3 separate regions of the Mus musculus genome follow, and all the other regions are linked to region 3. The links are chromatin contacts, called in public HiChIP or PLAC-seq maps. All regions are on one chromosome and are shown on one strand. Each heading gives the region's core, a stretch centred on a gene start, on an enhancer-like site or on the middle of the called end of the contact. The rest is flanking DNA. Distances are from core to core; before and after follow the strand shown.

Region 1 (3,889 bases), core at 279-2,778, 440 kb before region 3:
AACAACTGAGCAGTATTAGTTTATTTTAGTCCTTTAAGCTAATCTGACTACTTCACAGCCACAATCCTTGAGATACTTGTTGTATTTTATGGCTTTCTCTGCTCCAGCTGTTTTTTATGATTATGATGTCTTCTGGACTTCCCACCTCATGGCTAAATCCCCACTTCCTCCCTCTCTCCTGTTCTGTCACTGGCTGATCAGCCCTTTATTGACCAATCTGAATAATTAGGAAGCAATGTTTACACAACATTGATGACAGGCAGTTCTCAAAATAAGGATAGCAACCATATATGAGGGCATAGCAATCAGCATGTGAATAATACAAGGATAATCCTTATACAGTGCACAATAACATTATTCCTACAGTTCCCTAAGGAAGAAACTGGGTAAGAAACTATGGGCTTTATTTAATAATATTGCTCATGGGGCTGGAGAGATGGCTCAGTGGTTAAGAGCACTGACTGCTCTTCCAGAGGTCCTGAGTTCAATTCCCAGCAACCACATGGTGGCTCACAACCATCTGTAGTGGAAATCTGATGCCCTCTTCTGGTGTGTCTGAAGTCAGTATACTCACATACATAAATAAATAAAATCTTTAAAAAAAAATACTGGTCATGGGTTTTTAACAAGTATGAGATGCAGATCCCTCTTTTTTTTTTTTTTGAGATGTCAGACTCTCACTGTAGCCCTGACTGCACCTGGAATTCCTTGTATAGGACAGGGTGGCCTCCAACTCAGATATCCAAGACAATCACCTGTCTCTACTTCCCAGAGTGCTGGGATTAAAGGTGTGTGCTACAATACCCAGCCCTCAAATGTCAGTTTTGTTCTGTTTTGTTTTGTTTTGTTTTAACGACAAGATCCAATATGCAGCTTTGACCTGCTTGAAACTTTGTAGACTGGCCCCAACTCATACAGAGTGTTGGGGTTAAGGGTGCACACCACCCACCGCACCTGTCAGATTTAATGATAGGGACGCACGTTGGGGGGGGGTCATGTGGGAACCCACTATATTATCCTCTCATTTTTAAAAATTTATTCATTTACATGTTAATTTATGCATGTGTGTAAGCCCACATGAGTTTATGAGCACCACATGCACGCAGGTGCCTGCGTCATTTCTTTTTTAATACTTATTTATTTCATGTATGTCAGTACACTGTCGCTGTCTTCAGACACACCAGAAGAGGGCACCAGATCCCATTACAGATGGTTGTGAGCTACCATGTGGTTACTGGGAATTGAACTCAGAACCTCTGGGAGAGCAGTCAGTGCTCTTAACCGCTGAGCCATCTCTCCGCCCATCATTAAAAAAAAATGGTTCTAAAACACTGTTACTTGATGGGGATAGGGCAGCAGTCATCATCACCTGATTCCTATAATCTCAATATTATTCCTGTAACATCAAGGTTCAGAAGCAGAAGGGACTTTGCCCTTAACAAAGATGGTAGCCACTAGCGTCGGTAGACTGCCTGCCCCGGACAAAGAGGGCGGCCCCGCCAGCAGGAACCGGAAATACGAGTCTGGGCGGTGCGCGGGGTACGGTGGGCGCTGGGCGGGCGCTGGGCGCGCAAGGTGCGCGGGTCCGGTTATGAAGCTTGGCCGGGCCGCTCTGGCCCTGCTGCTGCTGGCGCCGTGCGTGGTTCGTGCGGTGGAGCCCATCAGCCTGAGTCTGGCCCTGGCCGGCGTACTCACCACCTATATCTCCTACCCTCGTCTCTACTGCCTCTTCGCCGAGTGCTGCGGCCAGATGCGGAGCCTCAGCCGGGAGGGTAGGCGGGCACCAGGCGTCCGGGATGCTGCGGCAGGGGGATGGCGCCGCTGCCAGGCCAGACTTTGGCCGGAGGCCTGAGAGATGAGTGGTCGGGGCCCGGGGTAGGGTGTCAGCCCTGCGCGGAGCTCTCCGGGGCGGCCTCACGGCACCTCTTCCGCTTGGCTTTGGGGCCAACCCCGAGGAAGGGCAGAGTTCGCAGCACCAGGGTCCCTCAGCGCTCTCCAAACCAGGCTCCGCGGGCCCTGACGTCCTGGAAATGGGGCTGCCTTTTGCCAGCTTGTTTCTCTCCTGACCAGAGTGATCTTTCCTTTCTCAGCGCTGCAGAAAGATCTGGATAACAAGCTCTTTGGACAGCATCTTGCAAAAAAAGTCATCCTAAACGCCGTGTCTGGTTTCCTAAGCAACCCGAAGCCCAAGAAGCCCCTTACCCTCTCTCTGCACGGGTGGACGGGCACCGGCAAAAACTTCGCCAGCAAGATCATCGCGGAGAATATTTACGAGGGCGGACTGAACAGTGACTATGTACACCTGTTTGTGGCCACGCTACACTTCCCCCACGCCTCTAACATCACACAGTATAAGGCAAGAGCATTAAGTTGACCGCCTTCGCGGATGACCCGGAATTGGGGTTTCTCTGTTGTGGGGTGGGATGTGGGAATTCCACGTCAGTGAGTGAGCCACAACATGGCTCTCTGTATGTCAGTTCCTCTTTAAAAGGTGTGCACAGAAGTGGTCATATCCCTTGGAGGAATGACAGCTGAAGCTAGGCTACCGTGTTTTAAAGGGGACTGTCAAGAGCTGGGGGTAGCTCGGCATAGAGCACTTGCCCAGAATGTGGGAAGTTCTGTATTATGTCTCTCCACCCCAACTCCCACAACTCCCGCTGTGGCGAGGGTGCACTGGGGGATAGATATGTAAGTTACAAAGGGTTTGAGATACATAGAGCAGTTAGACCACCAAAGTTTTATGAGTGGCCTCTGTGACACTCATAAAGTGACTCGGTAAGGTGACAACTTGGCTGGGAAGTGGGGACATAACAACTCCAGGGTCTTTAGGAGTCGCCTCCCCCCGCCCCCTGTTGTGAAAAGGAAACCTAGAGGCCAAGTTTGCTTTGACCCAGCTGTTGCAACCTGCTATTGGAGTTTAATTCTGATAACAGGCTCACACCTGAATTCAGGTTCGGTCCCTCCCTCCCTACAGCTGTGCAGTAGGGGCTGTCACTTAACTTGAGCAGGGACATTCTTTATCTTAGAATGGTGCTTCAACCTCGAGTCTGTTAGTGCACCCCCTTTCTGTTGAGCATTGTGTGGCCATAACTGTGGCTTTGTGCAGGTTGTTTAATCTTGGTGCCTGAGGTCAGCGGGTGTTTTCCTACACACCTGTATTCCCAGCAGGCTGAGGCAGGAGGATCACACCTTTGAGGTTAGTCTGGGCTACATAGTAAGCTTCTGTTTGAAAACAGAAATGGAGAGGATGTCAGGTGGAGGAAGAGGAGAAAATAGGGGCTCAGTATCATTTCCTCAATGGCTTTGGGGAGAAGATTCAAAAATGTTGTCATAGCCAGGCATGGTGGCGCACGCCTTTAATCCCAGCACTTGGGAGGCAGAGGCAGGCAGATTTCTGAGTTCGAGGCCAGCCTGGCCTACAGCATGAGTTCTAGGACAGCCAGGGCTACACAGAGAAACCCTGTCTTGAAAAACAAAACAAACAAAACAAAAAATGTTGAGTTAACAGAGCTTGGAACGGTGTCTCGCAGCAGTGGGCGCTTGCTCACAGTCTGGGGCAGGAGACTGGGCAGACCTTCTCTGTGGAGTTCTAACGACTGAGTGAGTTGTATGGAACCATGAGTTGCCACATGATTCAGGTCACTGTAGGTTCCTCTAAGGCAGTTTCTCAACCTTCCTAATGCTGTGACTCTTTAATTCAGTTCCTCATAAAATGATTTCGGTATTACTTCAGAACTGTAATTTTGTAACTGTTATGAATCTTAACACAAATATCTGATCTGCAGGTATTTGATAAGTGCGCCCCGGGGGTCTCGACACACAGGTTGAGAACCGCTGCTGGGAGGGGAAGCTGGTCCATACCTGCAGAGTTGCTGCTTACATTAGATAC
Region 2 (3,907 bases), core at 108-2,607, 400 kb before region 3:
CCCTTAGGACACTCACAACTCCTGCAGAGCCTGGAACATCCCACGAGAGTGAGAGGCCAGCTACTTTCATGCATGTTTTATAGACAGAAGCTGAGGCTCAGAGAGGCACACTATATAGGAACTAGATGTTGGATCCGACATGGGCTCCTTCTTGCTTCTCAGCCAACTCAAACCCAACAGCTTGAGTTTGACCCTGGGACCCACATGCTGGAAGGAGAGAACTGATTCCTGCAAGCTGTCCTCTGCCTTCCATACTCCAGCTGTGGCACTCACCCCTCCCCCATAAAGTAAATAAAAATATCGATTTAATGTATAGTATAGTCAGAGGAAAATAATGTTTCACACGGAAACACCTTCCAGCTGGCACAGTTATTGCTGATGGGCATTTGAGGAGCCTCAGTTTGTCATTACAGAGCCCTGCTCTGCCCATGATGGCCATCACAAGTCAGACGTGGTCATTGAGTACCCAAAACAGAGTGAGTCCAGGAAGCCAGTGGAGATACGTGAGCACGAAACTCACGCTAGGTTTCCAGACTTTACGTTAAAAAAAAAAAAAAAAGTAAAATAGTCAAGAATGTCAACACTCAGGGAGCTGAGGCAGGAGGATTGCTACAAGTTCCAGGCTACTTTACAGTAAGAGACATACAGCCAGAAGGCCCCGCTCATGGACGTCATTGAAACAGGGAGATGACCTTAAAGACTCAATGGCAACTCCCACCAGCAGGGCTGAGACAAGGCTCACTAGATGCAGCTCACTAACTCCAGGGCAGGAGTTAGAGCTCATCCTGGTGATGGTTCATCGGTGTCAACTGGATCCGGGTCCGACCAACAGTCACACCTCTGTGTGGGTCTGTGGGAGCATGCTCTAGAAGGATTGCTCCAGTTCAGCGCTGATATAAACAGTCTGGAGGAAAGCTGCCCTCCTTCCACAGGACACTTGTGGCTGAGGGAATGTGTTCTGTCACTACTTTCTCTGGCTAACGCCAGAACCCCGTTTATTCGATCTTCCCAAATGGACTGTGCCAGGAGTCCCCCAGGCCTTCAGCACCAGCCTCGCAGACGGAGCTTCTTCAGTCCCAGTTGGAAAACCCAGTCCGTATGTAAGCCAATCTAATCAAGCCCCTTTGTCATATGCATTATTCTGCAGGTCTGTTCCTCTAGAGAGCCTGACACATACAACCGGTGCGGGGTGAAGGGACAGACCTGGGTGGAGGGCCGACTTCTGTGGCCCAGTGACCTATTTACTGGCAAAACGCTGGCCTTGTGTGTTCTTTCTGAACTCCAGAGAAGTCTTAGCTCCAGAGGGGAAATGTATGGCAGTGGAACTGGATGCTAACACACTTCTGAGTCAGCAGGTGACAAGGGGAGTCATGGTGCCAGCTGGGGTGACTAATCAGGGCAGCAGAGCACTCTGGTCTCTCCAGGATGAGGAAAGTGGACCCTGTTTCTCAATGAAGTAGAAGGAGGCATCTGGTACAGGAGCCCCAGTTAGCAGAGCTCGTGCTATGTCTACATCCTGTGACTAAAGACCATGCAGAGGCTGGAGAGATGGCTCAGCCCAGAACAGTACCTGCCTTGCCAGCCTGAAGTCAATTCCCAGAACTCACAGGAGGAAGAGGAGAAATGAACCACAAAGTGGTCCTCTGGCCTCTGCACGTGTGCTGTGACGTGATCATACATGCAGTAATGATAGCCACAAAGTGTAGATTAAGAAAATGACTACTCTGTCATTACCCAGGGCACTTAGTAGTCACCCCACATGGTTGAGGCCCAACATCAGCTGAAGTGCCTTACTGAGGGCCCAGGGAAGACAGTTATAAACATCAGCTAGACAGGCCTGCAAGGGTGCTGGGAGTCAAGATGATTGTCACCAAGCTCATGACCATATTCAATCTCTGGGACCCACATGGTGGAAGGAGAGAACATATTCCCACAGTTGTCTTCTGACTTCTGTATATGCACTGTAGTATATGTATATATGTATACACACACACACACACACACACATATATATATATATTCAAGACAGGGTTTCTCTGTGTAGCCCTGGCTGTCCTGGAACTCACTCTGTAGACCAGGCTGGCCTCGAACTCAGAAATCCACCTGCCTCTGCCTCCCAAGTGCTGGGATTAAAGGCACCATGAATGCCAGTTAAAACGAATTTCTTAAATACCAGCTATTAAGCCAGGCTTGATACACCTTTAATCCTGACATTCTAGAGGCAGAGGCAGGTGGATGATCTCTGTAAGTTTAAGGACAGCATGACCACATAGCAAATTCTAGGTTAACCAGCCTACATTGTAAAACTATCTCAAAAATCAACCAACTGAATTTGGCAGGCGCTGCTGCCCCCTGTCACTGCTTGTTGCAGCCGTGATCAACTCCACCATGTACTTAAGACACCGAGTACTGGAGAGAAAGGATTTGGATATAAGGGTTTCTTCTTCCACAGGATTATTCCGGGATTCATGCGCCAGGGTGGTGGCGTCACACATCATAATGGCACTGGCAGCGGGTCCATCTGCAGGGAGAACTTTGAGACTGAGAACATCATACTAAAGCATTCAGGTCCTGGCATCTTGTCCATGACAAATGCTGGCACAGACACAGATAGCTCCCGGGCTCTCACCTGTACTGCCAAAACTGAGTGACAGCGGGGTGGCAAGCGTGTGGTCTTCGGAACAGTGAAAGGAGACGTGAACATTATAGAAGACGCGGAGCATTTGGGGTCTAGGAATGGGATGAGCAGCAGGAAGATCTGGTTCTTTTGACTTGCGGGCATCTGGCCCACCAGTAGCTCAGGAGAGTGCCCCCACCCCATCTGCTCACAGTGCCCTGCAACTCTGCCCTCACTGAAGTTCTCTGGGTTCCATATTTTCCAAGTCTAGCTGGCTGGCAGAGTTAAGTGTGTTTGTTTGTTTGTTTTGCTTTGTTTTCCGAGACAGGGTTTCTCTGTGTAGCCCTGGCTGTCCTGGAACTCACTTTGTAGACCAGGCTAGTCTCAAACTCAGAAATCCGCCTGCCTCTGCCTCCCGAGTGCTGGGATTAAAGGCATGCGCCACCACACCCGGCTCAGTGTTAAGTTTATGAATAAATACTAAATAAGGAAAAAAAATCAACAAGCCAAGAAAGGAAGAAAGAATGAGAGAGAGAAAGAGAAAAGAAGAAGAAAGAAAGGGAGAGAGGGAGGGAGGGAGGGAGGGAGGGAGGGAGGAAGGAAGGAAGGAAGGAAGGAAGGAAGGAAGGAAGGAAGGAAGGAAGGAAGGAAGGAAGGAAGGAAGGCAGGAAGGCAGGAAGGCAGGAAGGCAGGAAGGCAGGAAGGCAGGAAGGCAAGAAGGCAGGAAGGCAGGAAGGCACCCCGGCATGAGCAGGGCACACTGCTCACATGATCTGAATGCTGTGAGCTTGAGGCGCCAAAGGACTCTGATTTCACCCCACAGTGTGGGAAGGAGAGGCTTGGGAATTTGTTCTTCCAAAAAGGAATCAGGCTCTTTGGGGCTGAGCTGGACAGATGGATCGTGCCTGATGGGGTTCTAATTTCTCCTGCCATTGTGAGGAGCTTAAGTGTGGTTTAGAAGGTGTGTCAGGATTCAAAACCTCCTAGGAGTGGATTTGTGGTGGCTTAAGTTTCTGAGCCAACCTCACCAGCCACCACATGCCCAGGTTAATACATTATTTGTGAATGTGTCTTTGGGTGTTTTCAAATGAGGTTAAATGTTGAACTCAGAAACACAGAGGCCCTCGCCACCCAGCCCAACCGTCTTACTCAGGCTGGACCAGGACAAAAGGCAGGAGAGGGTCTTCTCCTGTCTTCCATCTTCAGATAAGGGCTTATACCATCAACCTTTTCTCTTCTCTTCTCTCCTCTCCTCTCCTCTCCTCTCCTCTCCTCTCCTCTCCTCTCCTC
Region 3 (3,862 bases), core at 522-3,021:
ACCACGTCCAGTTTCCTCTCTGGATAACGATGTGACCCCTCAGCTCCTGCTCCTACCGCCTTCCTCACCATCACAGAGCTCCTGTGGAACTGTGAGCCAGAATAGTCTCTCTCATCTAGAAGCGGCTTGTGCTTGCCTGTTGTATCACAGGCACAGAAAAGTAACTAGTGTGCCCAGTGAGCCATCTTGACACACCCTTTTAAAACATTGATGTGTGTGTGGGAGAGAGAGAGAGAGAGAGAGAGAGAGAGAGAGAGAGAGAGAGAGAGAGAGTGTGCGACTGAGTATGAGTGTGTGTGTGAGAAAATGTGTGTATGTGTGTGTTTGTGTGAGTATGTGTATGTGTGGGAGAATGTGTGTGCATGTATGTATGTGTGTGAGGGGAGAATGTGAGTGTATGTATGTGTGTGTGAGTGTATGTGTGAGTGCATGTGTGTATATGTATGTGTGAATGTGTATATGTGTATATATGTATATGTGAGTGTGTGTGAGTGTATTGTGTGTATATATGTGTGTGTGAGTGTGTGTGTGTACCAAGGCATGCACATAGAGGTCAGAGGTCCACTTGCTGTGAGAGTCAGCTCTCTCTTTCACTGTGTGGGTCCCAGGGATTGAACTACTGTCATCAGACCCCCTGATAAGCCTCCTCTACTTTTTGTTTTGTTTTTGAGGCAGGATGTCACTCCATAATGATATCGACCTAAACCGGCCTTGAACACACAGCAATCTTCCTAGCACAGCCTTCCCAGCACAGGGACAACAGGTATGAGCTACTGCACCTGGCCAAAGGTTTTCAAAGAAATAAATCCAATAAAAGGCAAGTTTGTACGATCACCTGTGAACACAAAGCAACAAGAAACAGCCAGGTGTGGTGACTCAAGAGTCTGCGGCAGAAAGATTGTGAGTTCAGGGCCAGCCTGAGCTACATAACAAGTTCCTGCCTCAGAGTGTGTATATATTAATTTTAAAAATGCTATAAGACAATATAGCAAGTTCATAAAAGAACAGAGTAGAGGTGTCCTGGAGAGATGTTTGGTGCTGATGAGCACTAGTCAGTGCTCCTGCAAAGGACCCAGAATCAGTTCCTAGGCCCCTCACAGTGGCTCACAACCTTCTGTACCTCCAGTCCTAGGGGATCTAACACACTCTTCTGTCCACAGGGACCAGGCACACACACACACAGTGAACAGACAGACAGGCAGACATGCAAGTCAAAACAGTCATACAATAAAAGCAAATAAAGACACAAAATTAAAAGATAAATAAGACCAGAAGTGCTGGACGTGATTGTGACAATGACTGTGACAATGACTGCGAGGAGATGCAGAGGTCAAGGATGTGGCTCAGTGGTAGAGCAGCAGCCTAGCACATACAGGTAGTTGCATTTGCTCTCCAGCGATATGATAAGCCAGTACGTAAATAAACTAAAGCCCTGAGATTTTATTTCTGACTCATTGCTGATGGTGCTGTACACATCTGAATTTTGGTGTCTTGCCATTAAACCAAAGAGCTGCAAGTTTGCGATATCAGTTCTTTGTGGATTGTTCACTCGCTTGTGTTCCATCTGCCTTTAGGGACCCCACATCCAGAGCTACACAACATGGCCACTTAAGAACTCAGAGACCTCCTCCTTTCAGGAGTTAAGAGCCCCTAGGGCTCCCTGCAGTCTTTGAAATTGGAGAACGAAAGCTTTGGGGACCATGGGCTCAGCCACATCAATGGAGCTCCTTCCTGTGGCATCGTGGGTCGTGCTCCCTGTGACTCACATCCTCCTCCTCCCTCCATCTCCTCTCTGAGTAATAAGCAATTAAAACAAGGGATGAAAAGACAATCTAGGGATGGTGGGAGAATGGATTCAATTCAGCCAAAGAAAGAATTAGATTAAAAGAAGATAGGTCAGAAGGAAATATCCAGGTCCAGCAATATGGCTTGCCACCAAGCACGGACGCCTGAGTTTGATCCATGAAACCCACGTGGTGAAGGAGAGAACTGATTGCCAGCTGTCCTTTGACCTCCCCATGTACCCGAGGCATGTGAAAATGCTTCAAGTGTTTATGAGCTGAAGAGATGGCTCAGCTCTTCAGCACTTGCTGCTCTTGCGGAAGACTCAGGTTAGGTTCCCAGCACCGACCCGGCAGCTCACAATCATCTGTAATTCCAGCCTCCTCCGATCTCTGAGAGCACCAGGCACACACACGGTAGACACATATACATACATTCAGATAAAACACTCATACACATAAAATAAACCTCTAAAATAAACATCTAAGACAAAACATCCAAAATGCATTTCAGAGAAGCATAAAATGGAGAGATTGGGGGAAAAAACAGACTAAAAAAAGATAGGGTTTAATTGAATCTCAGAGAGAAGGGAAGTAGACAGAAACAATGTTTAAAGATGATTCTTGCCTCATGGTAGTGGTGCACACCTGTAATCCCAGCACTCGGAAGGCAGAGGCAGGCAGATCTCTGTGAGTTCGAGGCCAGCCTGGTCTACAGTGCTAGTTTCAGGACAGCCAGAGCTACACAAAGAAGTCCTGTCTCGATAAACCGGGGGAGGGGGGGGAGGTGATTCTATGGGCTGTGGGTATGACTTGTGGATAGAGCCCTTGCCTACCATGTATGAGATCCTGGGCTCTATCCCCAAACCACATAGACTGAGATGGTAGCTTAGCCAGCCAATGAGTCTCTAGAACTGATGGATGCCAACAAGCCACAGGTTGAAGAGAAATGAAAATAATCCAGACCTCAGTCTGCCACACAGAGGCTGCCCCGAGCATCATGGGTAAGCAGGCCACAATCCTGTGAACAGACAGTAGCCACAGCAGCTCCAGGGCAAGCAGACATCACAGAACCCAGAGGCCTGGAGCCATGGAAAGAACAGCCCTTCCAACTGGATGGTCACTACTAAGAAAGCCCCTGGCTAGAGCCGGGGGCAGAAGCTCCAGCCTGAACACCATGACAGCAGCCTGGTGTCAACAGGGGTCACTGGAGGACAGCAAGGTTGGGATGTGAGCCTCTGAAGGGTACAGCCAGGCACACTCACTGTGGACTCCTGGGGAGCCCTAAAAGGCCAGGCTTGGTTGTCACAAGCTCCCAGTGTGGTAGCTCAGAGAGTATGAATCCAGATGAAAGTTTGGGGGAGGATGCATTTGGTGTTGGATTGTGGAAACTGAAACAAAAAAAAAAAAATCCTGGCCACTGGTACCCAGAGGCAGAGAGACTCCCCAGAGGAGTCAGGACAGCCAACTCGTATGTATCAGGAAGGGGATAAGATACAGCTCCACTGGGAGGAAGGGACAAAGGCCATGAAGAGAGCCAGGCTAGGTAGGCAGTTAGTGCCCTTGGGACTGAGCCACCTGCAGACTCGGTGGATGGAGAGGACCTCCCTGTCTGTGGCAGGTGACCCAAGTTAAGAGTAACAAGGGGTGGGGTTTTCATCGAGCCAGGCCTTCTCCCTTATCTGAAGGTCCCTGGTTGTCACCATGTCTACTGCAGACATTGATGCAGGCAGCACTGGGCTGGGAGAGAAACCAAGTCATTCAGGAACAGGAGGAAGGGAGAGCTGGGAGCACCAAGAACTCCATTCCTCCTGCCTGCCTCCCTTACTGCTCCACTTCCTGTGTGCAAGGTGCCTGCGATGAAAAATTAGAGGGAGGGAGGGAAGGAGGGAGGGGGAGAGAGAGAGAGAAAGGGGGGAGAGAGAAAGGGGGAGAGAGGAAGGGGGAGAGAGAGTCTCAGTCCCACATTGAATGCCAACAGCTCTGTCCCACCCTCATTGAGGACTCCCACCTCCAAAGTTATGCACACAGCCATTAAAAACCCAGTGACTCCCCCCTGATGTGGAGAGCCCCCAGGACTC

The links. HiChIP or PLAC-seq counts read pairs in DNA pulled down with a chosen protein or histone mark.
Region 1: a contact with region 3 is called in a FOXA1 HiChIP or PLAC-seq map of pancreatic cancer cells. The contact joins the promoter of Tor1a here to the enhancer-like site in region 3. A contact is called at or near these places in 2 of 39 promoter capture datasets (hippocampal neurons and second pharyngeal arch cranial neural crest), 4 of 115 datasets of contacts at active chromatin or transcription factors (cardiomyocytes, embryonic forebrain, large pre-B cells and 1 more) and 1 of 9 other capture datasets (adipose tissue).
Region 2: a FOXA1 HiChIP or PLAC-seq map of pancreatic cancer cells shows a contact between it and region 3. The contact joins two enhancer-like sites. A contact is called at or near these places in 5 of 39 promoter capture datasets (the HPC-7 cell line, HPC-7-derived erythroid cells, maxillary cranial neural crest and 2 more) and 1 of 115 datasets of contacts at active chromatin or transcription factors (pancreatic cancer cells).

The regions. Positions count from the first base shown.
Region 1 is chr2:30,965,557-30,969,445 of GRCm38.p6, reverse strand. It overlaps Tor1a (torsin family 1, member A (torsin A)), which reads left to right and starts at 1,528. Exons shown (of 5, transcript NM_144884.2): 1 at 1,528-1,772; 2 at 2,091-2,356. The coding sequence starts at 1,592.
Region 2 is chr2:30,922,856-30,926,762 of GRCm38.p6, reverse strand. It overlaps a transcript of Ptges not described here and the pseudogene Gm13400. Among named protein-coding and RNA genes, the nearest start is that of Ptges, 22 kb to the right of the region's middle. Within about 2 kb of position 1,357, at least 26 of the 459 cell types and tissues checked have an H3K27ac peak or open chromatin away from gene starts, as enhancers often do. A contact at or near this core is called in pancreatic cancer cells, where this site is marked.
Region 3 is chr2:30,525,565-30,529,426 of GRCm38.p6, reverse strand. No RefSeq gene overlaps it. Among named protein-coding and RNA genes, the nearest start is that of Gm14487, 7.2 kb to the left of the region's middle. Within about 2 kb of position 1,771, at least 28 of the 459 cell types and tissues checked have an H3K27ac peak or open chromatin away from gene starts, as enhancers often do. A contact at or near this core is called in pancreatic cancer cells, where this site is marked.